Linked DNA regions of Mus musculus: region 1 is linked to region 2. The links are chromatin contacts, called in public Micro-C maps. All regions are on one chromosome and are shown on one strand. Each heading gives the region's core, a stretch centred on a gene start, on an enhancer-like site or on the middle of the called end of the contact. The rest is flanking DNA. Distances are from core to core; before and after follow the strand shown.

What was found. A called contact is a pair of places that touch in the nucleus more often than the background predicts.
Region 1: a contact with region 2 is called in a Micro-C map of the G1E-ER4 cell line, with 4 times the contacts expected there. The contact joins the promoter of Egfl8 here to the promoter of Tap2 in region 2. A contact is called at or near these places in 2 of 39 promoter capture datasets (embryonic stem cells and stem cell-derived epiblast-like cells), 4 of 484 Hi-C or Micro-C datasets (the G1E-ER4 cell line, cerebellar granule neurons, embryonic stem cells and 1 more), 4 of 115 datasets of contacts at active chromatin or transcription factors (T-cell acute lymphoblastic leukemia, bone marrow-derived macrophages, large pre-B cells and 1 more) and 4 of 9 other capture datasets (adipose tissue, embryonic stem cells, liver and 1 more).

The regions. Positions count from the first base shown.
Region 1 is chr17:34,614,223-34,620,350 of GRCm38.p6, reverse strand. Egfl8 (EGF-like domain 8) reads left to right here and starts at 4,380. Exons shown (of 9, transcript NM_152922.3): 1 at 4,380-4,444; 2 at 5,065-5,184; 3 at 5,350-5,472; 4 at 5,573-5,682; 5 at 5,772-5,867; 6 at 6,011-6,128. The coding sequence starts at 5,084. It overlaps Ppt2 (palmitoyl-protein thioesterase 2), which reads left to right. Exons shown (of 9, transcript NM_001302396.1): 8 at 2,633-2,687; 9 at 2,864-3,689. The coding sequence ends at 3,007.
Region 2 is chr17:34,201,042-34,206,870 of GRCm38.p6, reverse strand. It overlaps Tap2 (transporter 2, ATP-binding cassette, sub-family B (MDR/TAP)), which reads right to left and starts at 2,392. Exons shown (of 12, transcript NM_011530.3): 1 at 2,248-2,392; 2 at 1,087-1,584; 3 at 887-1,001. The coding sequence starts at 1,576. It overlaps Psmb8 (proteasome (prosome, macropain) subunit, beta type 8 (large multifunctional peptidase 7)), which reads right to left. Exons shown (of 6, transcript NM_010724.2): 6 at 5,417-5,693. The coding sequence ends at 5,605.

The DNA of each region.
Region 1 (6,128 bases), core at 3,131-5,630, 410 kb before region 2:
CTCTGCCAGCCCAACTGCATACCCAACCTTAGAAATTATGGTTTTTAAAGGTTTAGTTTTGTGGCATTAGCTTCATTAACACTTGTGTAAGTTAACCTTTATCCCTCTGGAAAACATTGTCCACTAAACTGAAGTTTCACACTCCTTAAACATTCCCCTCCTCCAACTCCTGACAGCCAGTGTGCTTGCTTTTTAACAAATACAGAAGCTGAAGAGGTGCTCAGTGGTTAAGAGCACTGGCTGCTCTTGTAGACGACCCAGGATTGGTTCCCAGCAACCACATGGCGCCTCACAGAGACACTTAATGCTTGTGGTGCACATACATATATGAAGGCAAAATACCCATACACATAAAATAAAAAAAGATAAATAAATAAAAATAGACTGGGCTGGCCATGGTGGCACACTTGTTTAATCTCAGCACTAGGAGGTGGATCGTGGAGTGCAAAGTCAGCCTGGTCTACATAATGAGTTCTAAGACAGCCAGGACTGCAAAGTGAGACTCTGTCTCAACAACAAATAAAATATTCTAGGTGGGATTGGAAGATGTTAGGAGGATTGAAGAAGGAGTGACAACCTTCCCAAATAAAAACAGTGCAAGAGTAAGGGTGGCTTTTACATACACAATGGCATTTCATGTGTAAAAAAAAAAAACCGCCATGGTTGTAATAGCTCATGGTTAAATAGCATATGGTCTGTTGCAAGCCTCTCCCTTTTAGGATTTATTAGTTTTCAGTTTACATATATTGATATACTTTGAGTATGCTCATGTACATATGTCTATATGAACATACGTGGAGAATCAGAGGCTGGCTTGTTTCCTTCCACTATGTGGGTCTGTAGGGTTGAACTTAGTTTGTCAGGTTTGGCAACAGGCACCTTCACCTGCTGAGCCAGAAGAAGGTGTCAGATCCCCTGGAGCTGGAGTTACCTGCAGCTGTGAGCACTACTCCCATCCCCCACCACCTTTGTGGGTATGGGAATGGAATTTGCATCCTCTGAAAGAGCACTAGGTGCTGAGCCATCTCACTAGCCCCTCCCTTACCTAGCTCACTTGGGGGCGGTAGTCACTGGCCTTATCAGGACCCATGGGACAGGGACTCTCAGGCTTGCCTACGCTTGCATTAGCAATTGGTAAGAGCAGACTGTCCATAGCGTTTCCCTTCCCCTCCACGAGGGGGAGCACTTTTACACAGGATGATGGGCATTAGCTTTAAGATTTAGTTATTTTATGAGTGCTCTATCTGCATGTCACCTGCACGACAGAAGAGAGGGCATCTGATCTCATTACACATGATTGTGAGCCGCCATGTGGTTGCTGGGAATGGAACTCAGGACCTCTGGAAGAGCAGCCAGTGCTCTTAACCGCTGAGCCCAGAGTTTTATAGCCAGAGCTGGAGTCCCGCACTCCCACTCCCCACACCTGCTAACCCAGCTCTTCTGTTCCTGCTGTATCACCTTGTCGCCCTGTTTGGCTAGGGCTTGCTTCCCTGGCCAGGACTCACTCCTAGCCTGCTTTCTTCTCACTCCCACAGTCTCCGGGCCTTTTATTGAAATATGGTCTCTCGTTATGTAGACCAGGCTGGCCTTGAACTTACTGAGATCCACCTGCTTCTGCCTCCCCAGTGCTGAGGTTATAGACAGAAGCCACCATACTTGGTTCTTGAATTTCTTTTTTAAGGATTTTTATTCTGGGTCATGTGTAGGCGTGTGTGCATATGTGGATTTGTGTGCGTGCAGATAAAGCATCCTAGGGAGAGCGGCCATTGCTCTTACCTGCTGCTCTTACCTGTCTCTCCCGCTCCCAAACTTAAGGTGTTTGCTTTTTAAAAAAGTATTTATTTGGAACAGGATCTCTCTCTGTGTAGCCCTGGCTGTCCTGGAACTCACTCTGTAGACCAGGCTGGCCTGGAACTCAGAGATCCACCTGCTTCTCCGCCTCCCGAGTGCTGGGATTAAAGGTGTGCAACACCACGACCAGGCAATTATTTTATTTAAAATTTTATGTGTATGACTGGTTTGCTTGTGTGTGTATCATGCGCATGCCTATATTCAGGGAGGCCATGAGATGGCATAGATGTCCTGCAACTGGGGCTACAAAGGGTTGGGAGACGCCATGTTGAGTGCTGGGATTGAGCCCAACTCCCCTGGAGGAGTGGCTGGCTATGCTGTTCTGAACCAGTTCTCTAGATCTTAAATTCTATCTTTATTATTTATTTATTTATTTATTTATTTATTTATTTATTTATTTTGGTTTTTCGAGGCAGGGTTTCTTTGTGTAACAGGCTGGCTATGCTGTTCTGAACCAGTTCTCTAGATCTTAAATTCTATCTTTTTTATTTATTTATTTATTTATTTATTTATTTATTTTGGTTTTTCGAGGCAGGGTTTCTTTGTGTAACAGAACCCTGGCCGCAGGACTCACTTTTTATACCAGGCTGCCCTCGACCTCTGCTTCCCAAGTGCTGGGATTAAAGGCGTGTACTACCGCAGATGCCCCCTAACTTCTTAGCCTTTGAGTGTGCTCTAGGCTGCCTGTCTCCCGGGGCCATGAGTCTCTGTGGGGGCACTAATGCACATGAATTTTCCTTGGTTCTCCTGATAACCTCTATGCACATACATGTCTTTGCAGCTTCTTTGGTTTCTATGATGCCAATGAGACAGTTCTGGAGATGGAGGAGCAGCCGGTAAGCCCCTCCAAAGACTTGCCTTCCCCCTCCCTTTGTCTCCACTTCACTCTGGGGCTCCTTCTGCCTCTGACTCCTGCTTCATGAGGGAGGGAGAGGTTGGTCTGGACATGAGCAGCGTCTCACTCCTGTCTCTCTTTCTTCCATGTTTCCATGGCCCTCGGCCCACCTCGAAGGTGTATCTTCGAGATTCTTTTGGGTTGAAGACTCTCCTGGCCCGGGGGGCCATAGTGAGGTGTCCCATGGCTGGCATCTCTCACACCACGTGGCACTCTAACCGTACGCTCTACGATACTTGCATTGAGCCGTGGCTCTCCTGAAGATGTCCTCAGTGGTCTCCAGGAATTCCCCAGCCCAGAGATCAAGCGGTGGCCTTGGGAAGCAGATGCCAGGCTCTGGCATGCCTGCAACCATCTTGTCATTCCCACACTGCCCGACCCCCACCAGGGCTCCCCTCCCCCCTCCCCCCCTGCTCCTCTGTGAATGACAAGTCCTGGTCCCCTACCTCATGTCCTCACTTGGGGACGCCTCCACGCTCTCCCTTTCTGCCACGGCTGAGGTTGGGAAGCAAGTGCCAGGTTTTTAACTGTGGCTTCACCGCTGCTGTTGCTTCTCCGGGTCTGGCTGTATCGGAGGAGAACCCAGCCCCTGCCCACCTCAGGGGTCTTCTTCCAGGCCACTCAGGACATTTTTAGCTTCTGTTATCCCCGTTTCCCTCTTTTCTCAACTTCCCTGTGGCTAGCCTCCCCACCAAGAGGGGCACCCATAAGAGGGGGTGTTCTGAGGCTCCCCTATGGGGACAATTCCACTTTTGAAGTGTCAGTGTTGGGGAATATCTGTGGCCTGCAAGGCCCATCTCAGGTTTGGGGATCCCCCAGTCCCTATGATCAGTGTTGGGGTATCCCCTGGGAGCCTAGGTTCTTTGAGGCCCCAGCCCCTCTTTTAACTACCCTTGAGTGGGTGGTCCCTGTATTTATAGAAATAAAAGATCCATTTCCTCAGCGTGGCTTGGCTTATTCCCAGGTGAAGGGGAACTGGGCTCCCCCAGGAGGGTGGGAATAGAGAGCCTGGGGCCTGGATGCCCGGATGCTTGGTCTGGGGTGGGGACCCCCTTGGTGTTTCCTTCCTCTCAATGCCCATTCTGTGTGGGTTCCTGACTCTGCGGGTTCTTTCCTGCTGAAGACAATTCTCTTCCTGTCCCAGCCTAGGGTTAGGGGGCTAAGCCCCAGGCTCTGCCAGTTTGGGCCTCGGCCTCATGGGTGGAATTGACATGCCACCCCCAGACTAGACAAGGGGGCTGAGGGTCAGAGTGGGCATGTGTCATCCCCCTTGACCTTTGGAGGCCAGGACCGGGTGAGGGGCTGTACAGTGAATCTCCCTTTGCCTGGGAGGAGGAATTTAGACTGAGACAATAGGGCCCTGTCTGTTCTGGCTTGGGGGTGGTGCCCCTCAGCCCCCAACAAATGCCATCAAGAGATGGAGACAGTTTTTCCCTTGGTGCCTTGGGCTGCCCCTGCCCTTCTGTGACGGCCGCTTTCTTTCCTCAGCCGATCTGGCCTACTTGGCCATGACCTGCTCTTGCTTTGTCTCCCGCCCTCTCTCCCTGCCCTCACATTATCCCACAGTCTCTTAGGCTGAAAGGGGGTGGGGTACTGGTTGCTATTAGAGCCGGGAACTTCTGATTTGGGGTCCATAATTCAGGGACCTCCGAAATTGTGTAGGTCCTGCTGGAGCAACACTTGGCTGAAGAGAAGAAGGTGAGGAAGGCAGGGCCTGTCTACTGAGCCAACCAGCCTGGGTCTGAGGAGCTAGTGGGAGGGAGACTGCTGTGTGGTCCAGCCCCTCTGCATCTTCTCAGCCAGAGAGGCCCACCCACCAGTGTAAGCTGCGGCTGCTGGGGCTGTTGCTGCTGCAGCCTCCTGGACAGGGAAACAGGTAGGAAGAGGAGAAGTGGGTAGGTAGGGAGAGGAAGTCAGTGGTGGGAAGAACCCACATCACTTCACCTTCCAGTGGGGACGAGGGAGGGGGAGGGCTTCTGAGTGAGGGGTGTCGGTATGATGAGAGTGTGGGGGAGCGGTGGATGCTTGGGTCGGGGTATAAGGTGTGTACACTTGTGAAGGTGACATATTCTAAGGCAGTGTGCAAGGGATGTGCAGGAAGGCTGGCCAGGAGCATTTAGAGTGGTGAGCCTGGCTGAGGACGGAGGGACCATGACTTGGTACTGGCAGGGCACGTTGGTTAGGTGTGCAGGCCACTGCAGACCATGGGAGTGGCTTGGGAAAGTCAGTGTCCTGACCACCAAGTCAGATTGCTTTAGGAGGGCCTCACCTAGAGACCCAAGGAGAAGGGAAGAGCTCCAATAACCACTTGTCTGCAGCCCTCAGAGTGAGGGAGCCATGGGGCTCTGGGCTGAGCTGTGCATTTCCCTACGAGGACTCTCATTCTTCCTGGTGCTGATGACGGGCGAAGGGACCAGAGGAGGATCTTTCAAAGAGAGGTGACAGCCAATGGGGAGGGCTTTGCTGGGATGGGGTTTGCCATGGGACAGAAAATTGAAAGTTCAGAATGAAGGCGAGATGCCAGGGTGGGAGGGGGGCGCCTGGTCTCAGCTGTGTGAGGTGCTGAGGGCCCGACACCCTCCTCCTCCCTGGTGTGCCTACAGTTTGGGAGTGTGCTCCAAGCAGACGCTGCTGGTTCCTCTCCGTTACAACGAGTCCTATAGTCAACCGGTGTACAAACCCTACCTGACCTTGTGTGCGGGGAGGCGCATATGTAGCACCTACAGGTGAGAGGTGAAGCCCCTAAGGCTCCCAGGTCTCAAAGGGACCCCAAGAGGCAAGTCCAGGATGGGTACCTACAGATATGAGCCTGCTTCTGTGTTCTAGGACCACATACCGTGTGGCCTGGCGGGAGGTGAGGCGGGAGGTACCACAGACACACGTGGTGTGCTGTCAGGGCTGGAAGAAGCCACACCCAGGAGCTCTCACCTGTGATGGTGAGGAGGCTGGGACTTCAGGCTGTGGGAGGCTTGCTGGGAGCTGGCCCTGTGTCTGGGTCTTAACTGTCTTCTCAAATGGACCCCAGCCATCTGCTCCAAGCCTTGTCTTAATGGAGGTGTCTGCACTGGACCAGACCGGTGCGAGTGTGCCCCAGGCTGGGGAGGAAAGCATTGCCACGTGGGTGAGCAGGATGGTCCCCCTCCCCCTGTCACACACATACACACACACACATGGGCAATGGGGGTGGGTGCTGAGATGGGGACTGCCCCACTCACCCTGCATCCTGCCTGCCCCCTTGAGCTCTCTTCTCTTTCTGGTAACTAGATGTCGATGAATGCAGGGCCAGCCTTACCCTCTGCTCTCATGGCTGCCTCAACACACTGGGCAGCTTCTTGTGCAGCTGTCCACACCCCCTGGTGCTGGGTCTCGATGGACGCACCTG
Region 2 (5,829 bases), core at 1,143-3,642:
GGGGGGGGGGTGGTCTGGTCTGGCCAATTGACACTGTTGCTCCCTCCACCGAAGGAAGAATATTTTTAAGAAATCAAAGTGCACTGTGTGGTGCATCTCAGGTGATAAAGGCACTTGCCACCGTGTGTGAGTTCCATCTCTGCACCCCACACAGTGGAAGGACAGGGCTGACTCCAGCAAGCTGTCCTTGGGCCTCTAGTGCACATGCCTACCCTTGACCACAAAAGAAAGACAGTGCATAGTTTAGAAAAGGACATACCTGAGAACGGGCCACACCTAAGGATCTACAACAGGAAAATCCTCCAAAGAAGACAGAGTAGATCCAAAGGTAGAAGGGAGGTTCATAGATGCTAATTGCAGAAAGAGATCAGTATGAACCACAATAGTCAAAGCTACAGGGATACCTAAGAGACATAAAGCCTGAGTCGGGAGTCCACAAGGAGTCCATAAGGAGTCCACAAGAGAAAAGACGAAACAAAACCAGCAAAACTAGAATGGAGGCCTAATGAAAGACTAGGGAGAGAGAGAGATCCTGCACTCTCTGTATCTGGGTCCTCTTATCCTAGTCAAAGCCCAGCCAAGCAGCCCCATTTTTATTTGTTTACTTGAGATTGCAGGCTCCTGGGTCCGGATAAAAAGAGTCAAAGGCAGGCTGGAGAGATGACTCAAAAGTTAAGAGCACTGGCTGCTCTTCCTATAGGTCCTGAGTTTAATTCCCAGAGACCTCCTGGTGGCTCACCGTCATCTATACTGGGATATGGTGCCCACTTCTGGCCTGTAGGTGTACATGCAGGCAGAACTCTGTATACATAATTTGTGCCTTGTGCAAAGTCAGTTCCTGTCCAGTCGCATCTACTACAGGGACCTGAAGCCAATCATCTCTCACCTCCCAACAGAGAACAGGCACATGAAAAAGATGGCGCTTGCAAAGGCGTCGGGGTCGAAATCACCTCCCAGGATGTCAATTACACGACCCGAATAGCGAGGGATTAATGTCTCCCCTGAAAGAGGCAAGAAAGATAAGGAGGCTGTGCCCTGGCAAGGCCCTTCTCCCACCTCCCTCTCACAGTGGTCTCTTCCTCTCACCCCACACAGCCACCACAAGGAAGAAGAAGGCAGCTATGAGGAAAGGCAGGTCCGGCCTGGACAGCTTCAGCAACCGCTTCATCAGTGTTCTGTTCTCCTGGCCTGGTTCCTTCTCCTGGACTCCAGCCGGGCTCAGCACAGCCCACACGGCCCAGCTCAGCGCAACAGCCCCATAGCCAGCCAGCAGCCAGCCCCAAGAGGCAGAAGCCACTCGGACTACTGAGGTGCTCGCGGTGCCTCCCACCAGAGCTCTTAGCGAGAAAAACAGGGGAGTGGCAAGGCAGAGCAAGGGCAGAAGGGTCCCCACAAGTCCCAGCAGCTCTCCCACTTTTAGCAGTCCCCACAGCACTCCAAGTCGCAGGGTGCCCTCTATCCAGAGTCCTGGCAGCCCCTGGGGAAGCAGATTTCCCAGAGATCCTTGTAGCAACCCAAGTAAAGCCATGTCCGCCAGCAGCAGAGAGACCCAGGGCCTCAGGTAGGACAGCGCCATGGTGGGTTCTGCGGAAAGAAAGGGAGAAATGAGGTCTGTGGAGTTCCAACCCTGGTTACGAGCCTCCTGCCCCAAATCCACCCTGAGGCTTCTTGTTCACCGGAAAGACCCCCTCCTAGATAAGTCTCTCCTAGGACTGACTGTCTGACGGAGCTGGGAAGGCTGCATTATTCTCACACACAGTCACACAGACACACAGACACTCAGACACACAGCACGGGGGTGGGGGTGGGGGAGGGGGCGGTCTGCTGCCACCACATCCATCTCCCTGAAGTTTGTTGGTGTTAGCCCAAGAAGACACACTGCCCCCATTCCTCGGGTCTTTAAGAGCCAGGAGACCCGGTGCAGGGGCGGGATGCGGGTGGGTTCGGTAGCCTTAGATGGCTTGGGACAGAAGGTTCTGAGTAGGGGCGCTGGGCCGGCGGCGCCCGACGGAAGACCGGGGACGCAGGGCAAGGGGGTGGGGCAGAGGACCTTGGGCAAGGGGTGAGGGACAGGGGACCTGGGACACTGGGTGGGGCAGGGGCACGGAGCAGAGGACACGGGGCAGGGAGTAAGCGGCAGAAGACCCAAGACAGGGGACGAGGAGTGGGGAACCGGATGATGACGCCAAGGGTTTGGGAATGGGCCGCACTCCTGCTAACTCTCGGGTTCTATCCAAAAGAACTCACCTGCGGCTGCGGAGCGGCAGCTCAGGAGAGCTTCTGGAATCTGCTTCTTCTCAAACTGGATCTCCTGGGTGCGCAGCGACGCCCTCGCGGGGAGCGCGCCTGGGTCCCGCGGCTTTCGCTTTCACTTCACTGCCGTGGTCGCGGTGCTGCGCACAGCCGCCAGCAGATGGCGCCTGTCAATTTGCGGGTGGGTTGAGCGCCCCAGGTTCCCAAAAAGGCTCGCCCTCCAAGGCCGCTACTAGCAAAACTCTTGAGGGTCTGAGATGCTTTGAAAAGGAAAAAAAAACAAAAACAAAAACAAAAAAAAACAAAACAAACAAAAAAAAAAAACGAAAAAACCCTGCATTTCTCCGACCTCCGAGCATGTTTTAAGAAGCGCCGGTTAAACTGGGACTATAGTTCAGATGTTGAGAAAACTTGCCTGAGCCCAGGGTTCGCTGCCAGTAGGTTTGAGGAAGGGGAAAGAGGAGGAGGAGTAAAGGGCAGAAAAGAGCATAGGAGAAGGAGAAAGGCGAGGGAAGAGAATGGTCGTGGACGGAAGGAAGGGGAGGGAGGAAAATGGAGGAGGGAGTGACTTCAGGTCCCTCCCAGTCAGCAGACCACACAGGTGTCCCACCTTTGGAAAAAGGAAGAGAGGAGAGAGAAGGACGGAGGGTGGAAGAGAAGAGAGGCTTGAGGGCTTGTTTGTTTTTCCAGGTAAGCTCAAGAGTTGGGGTCTGGGGTAAAACTAGGGCTTACAAGAAGGCCTCAGCTCCTATCAGCAGGCCAAAGGTTCCCTTTCACAGATTTTGAACCCAGAGGCTCTGGCCCTTTGTCCTCAGACTTTCTTCGCAGCACACCGCACTTGCAGTGAGGGCCCTGGGTCAGTGCCAGGGCCTGCTGCTTGTGAGGTAGTCAGAGTAGGCTGTAGGCTAACACCATCAAAGAGGGAACCCGGCCTCCTCCCCAGAGCCCAGTTCATTGCGGAAATCACCCTTCTGGGCTCCAGGGAAGAGCCCTCACAGAGCATGGTGAGGCACCAGGTTCCATTCTCAGACATGAAAATCAACCATGCTGCTCATCACCACACCCCACCACCAGGGCACTACAAGGAGAAATGACTCTGCGGGCTGAAACTACCTATAAAGGAAAAAAAATCCCCTTAGACATGCTGGTGTGACTACCCATGAGTCACTTGAAGGTCAAATGTTGAGGGCGGGGGGGGGGCTGGGGGTGGCCTTAAAGCAGGCCTACATGGCTATGCCTATCTCTCTGGACTTTAGGGCTACCCCAGGTGGAGAAGGCTCCCATCTGGCTGTCTGGATCTCAGAGTCCTCTAACCCCTGACCTGGCTCTTGACCACTCCTGCACGGAGCACTCATGCGCTGAACTCTCCTGCCCTGAGCACTCCTGCACTGAGCACTGCTACACTGAGCACTCCTGCACTCAGCACTCCTACACCAAACACTCTGTACTGAGTACTCTTGTCCTGAGTACTCCTGCACTGAGCATGCCTGCACTGAGCACTGTGCTGAGTACTCCTGTGCTGTGCCCTGAACACTCCTGCCCTGAGCACTCCTGTCCTGAGTACTCCTGCTCTGAGCACTCTTGTCCTGAGTACTCCTGCCCTGAGCACTCCTGTCTTGAGCATGCCTGTGTTGAGTACTCCTGCCCTGAGCATGCATGTGCTGAGTACTCCTGCGCTGAGCATTCCTGACCTGAGCACTCCTATCCTGAGCACTCCTGTCCTGAACACTCCTGAGCTGAGCACTCCTGCACCAAGTATTCCTGCACTGAGCACTCCTGTGCTGAGTAATCCTGCCCTGAGCACTCCTGTCCTGAGTACCCCTGCCCTGAGCATGCCTGTCCTGAGCATGCCTGTGTTGTGTACTCCTATGTTGAGCACTCCTGCACCAAGCACTCCTGCACTGAGCACTCCTGCACTGAGTACTCCTGCCCTGAGCACTCCTGTGCTGAGTACTCCTGTGCTGAGCATTTCTGCCCTGAGTACTCCTGCCCTGAGCACTCCTGTCCTGAGTACTCCTACCCTGAGCATGCCTGTCCTGAGCATGCCTGTGTTGTGTACTCCTATGTTGAGCACTCCTGCACCAAGCACTCCTGCACTGAGCACTCCTGTGCTGAGTACTCCTGCACTGAGCACTCCTGCACTGAGTACTCCTGCCCTGAGCACTCCTGTCCTGAGTACTCCTGCCCTGAGCACTCCTGTGCTGAGTACTCCTGTGCTGAGCATTTCTGCCCTGAGTACTCCTGCCCTGAGCACTCCTGTCCTGAGTACTCCTACCCTGAGCATGCCTGTCCTGAGCATGCCTGTGTTGTGTACTCCTATGTTGAGCACTCCTGCACCAAGCACTCCTGCACTGAGCACTCCTGTGCTGAGTACTCCTGCACTGAGCACTCCTGCACTGAGTACTCCTGCCCTGAGCACTCCTGTCCTGAGTACTCCTGCCCTGAGCATGCATGTGCTGAGTACTCCTGTGCTGAGCATTCCTGCCCTGAGCACTCCTATCCTGAGCACTCCTGTCCTGAACACTCCTGAGCTGAGCACTCCTGCACCAAGCACTCCTGCACTGAGCACTCCTGTGCTGAGTAATCCTGCCCTGAGCACTCCTGTCCTGACCACTCCTGTGCAGATTACTCCTGTTCTGAGCACTCCTGTGCTGAGTACTCCTGTCCTGAGCACTCCTATGCTGAGCAGTCCTGCACTTACACAAGACCCAAGGGTTCCATTTTTTCTTTCACTTTCTCCTCTGCTTCCCCCACCCCAGAGAGTCTTGCTCATCTCTCTCTATTGTGCTTGCACCTTGCAGCCAGGGGTGAAACATGAAACTGAACCTCAGCAAACTTTACATTCGCTATCCAATGTCACCCAGGTGTTACTTGAGCATCCATGCTTATTGTCATCACAAAGTCTTCCCAGTTTCCCCAAAACATACATGAGGGGCCACACTGGAGTCCCGAGACCATGACACTCCAGGAAGGGCCAAATGAAAACGCTTCTCCAAAGAGAAAAGTGATGGGTGACGGTCCTCCCCAGAGATGCAGGGGAAGGGCGTCCAGGAAGAACCTGGCGAACACCTTCTCAATGGAAGCCTCGCCTGATTTCCTGTTTGTGCCCTAGCTCTCCCTCCAAAGGGCCCCACAGCCTGACCCCATTCAGCCACAACCCAGAGACATGTATAACCGTTTTTCTTTTATTGTACTTAGAAGGTATCTGTGAGTGCGGGGGCCGAGAGGGTAAACAGAGCTTTGTCTCCAGCCCAGGTTGAGCCCTTCTTTTTCCTAAGACTGAAGTAGTCCCAGGTCTCTGAGTCTGCCAGCCAGTGCCACCAATGCTGGGGGAGGCCTGCCCAGCAGCCATCACAGAGCGGCCTCTCCGTACTTGTACAGCAGGTCACTGACATCGGAACTCTCCACTTTCACCCAACCGTCTTCCTTCATGTGGTACACTGTGGGCGATTGAGAAAAGAACATGGCGTCAGGCCTTTCTTGGGCAAGTCTCTGCCAGAATGGTGTGGCATAAGCAGCTTTCATGAGCATTAAGCACACACACACTGAAAGCCTTTGTCTGGAACTTCAGTGTTC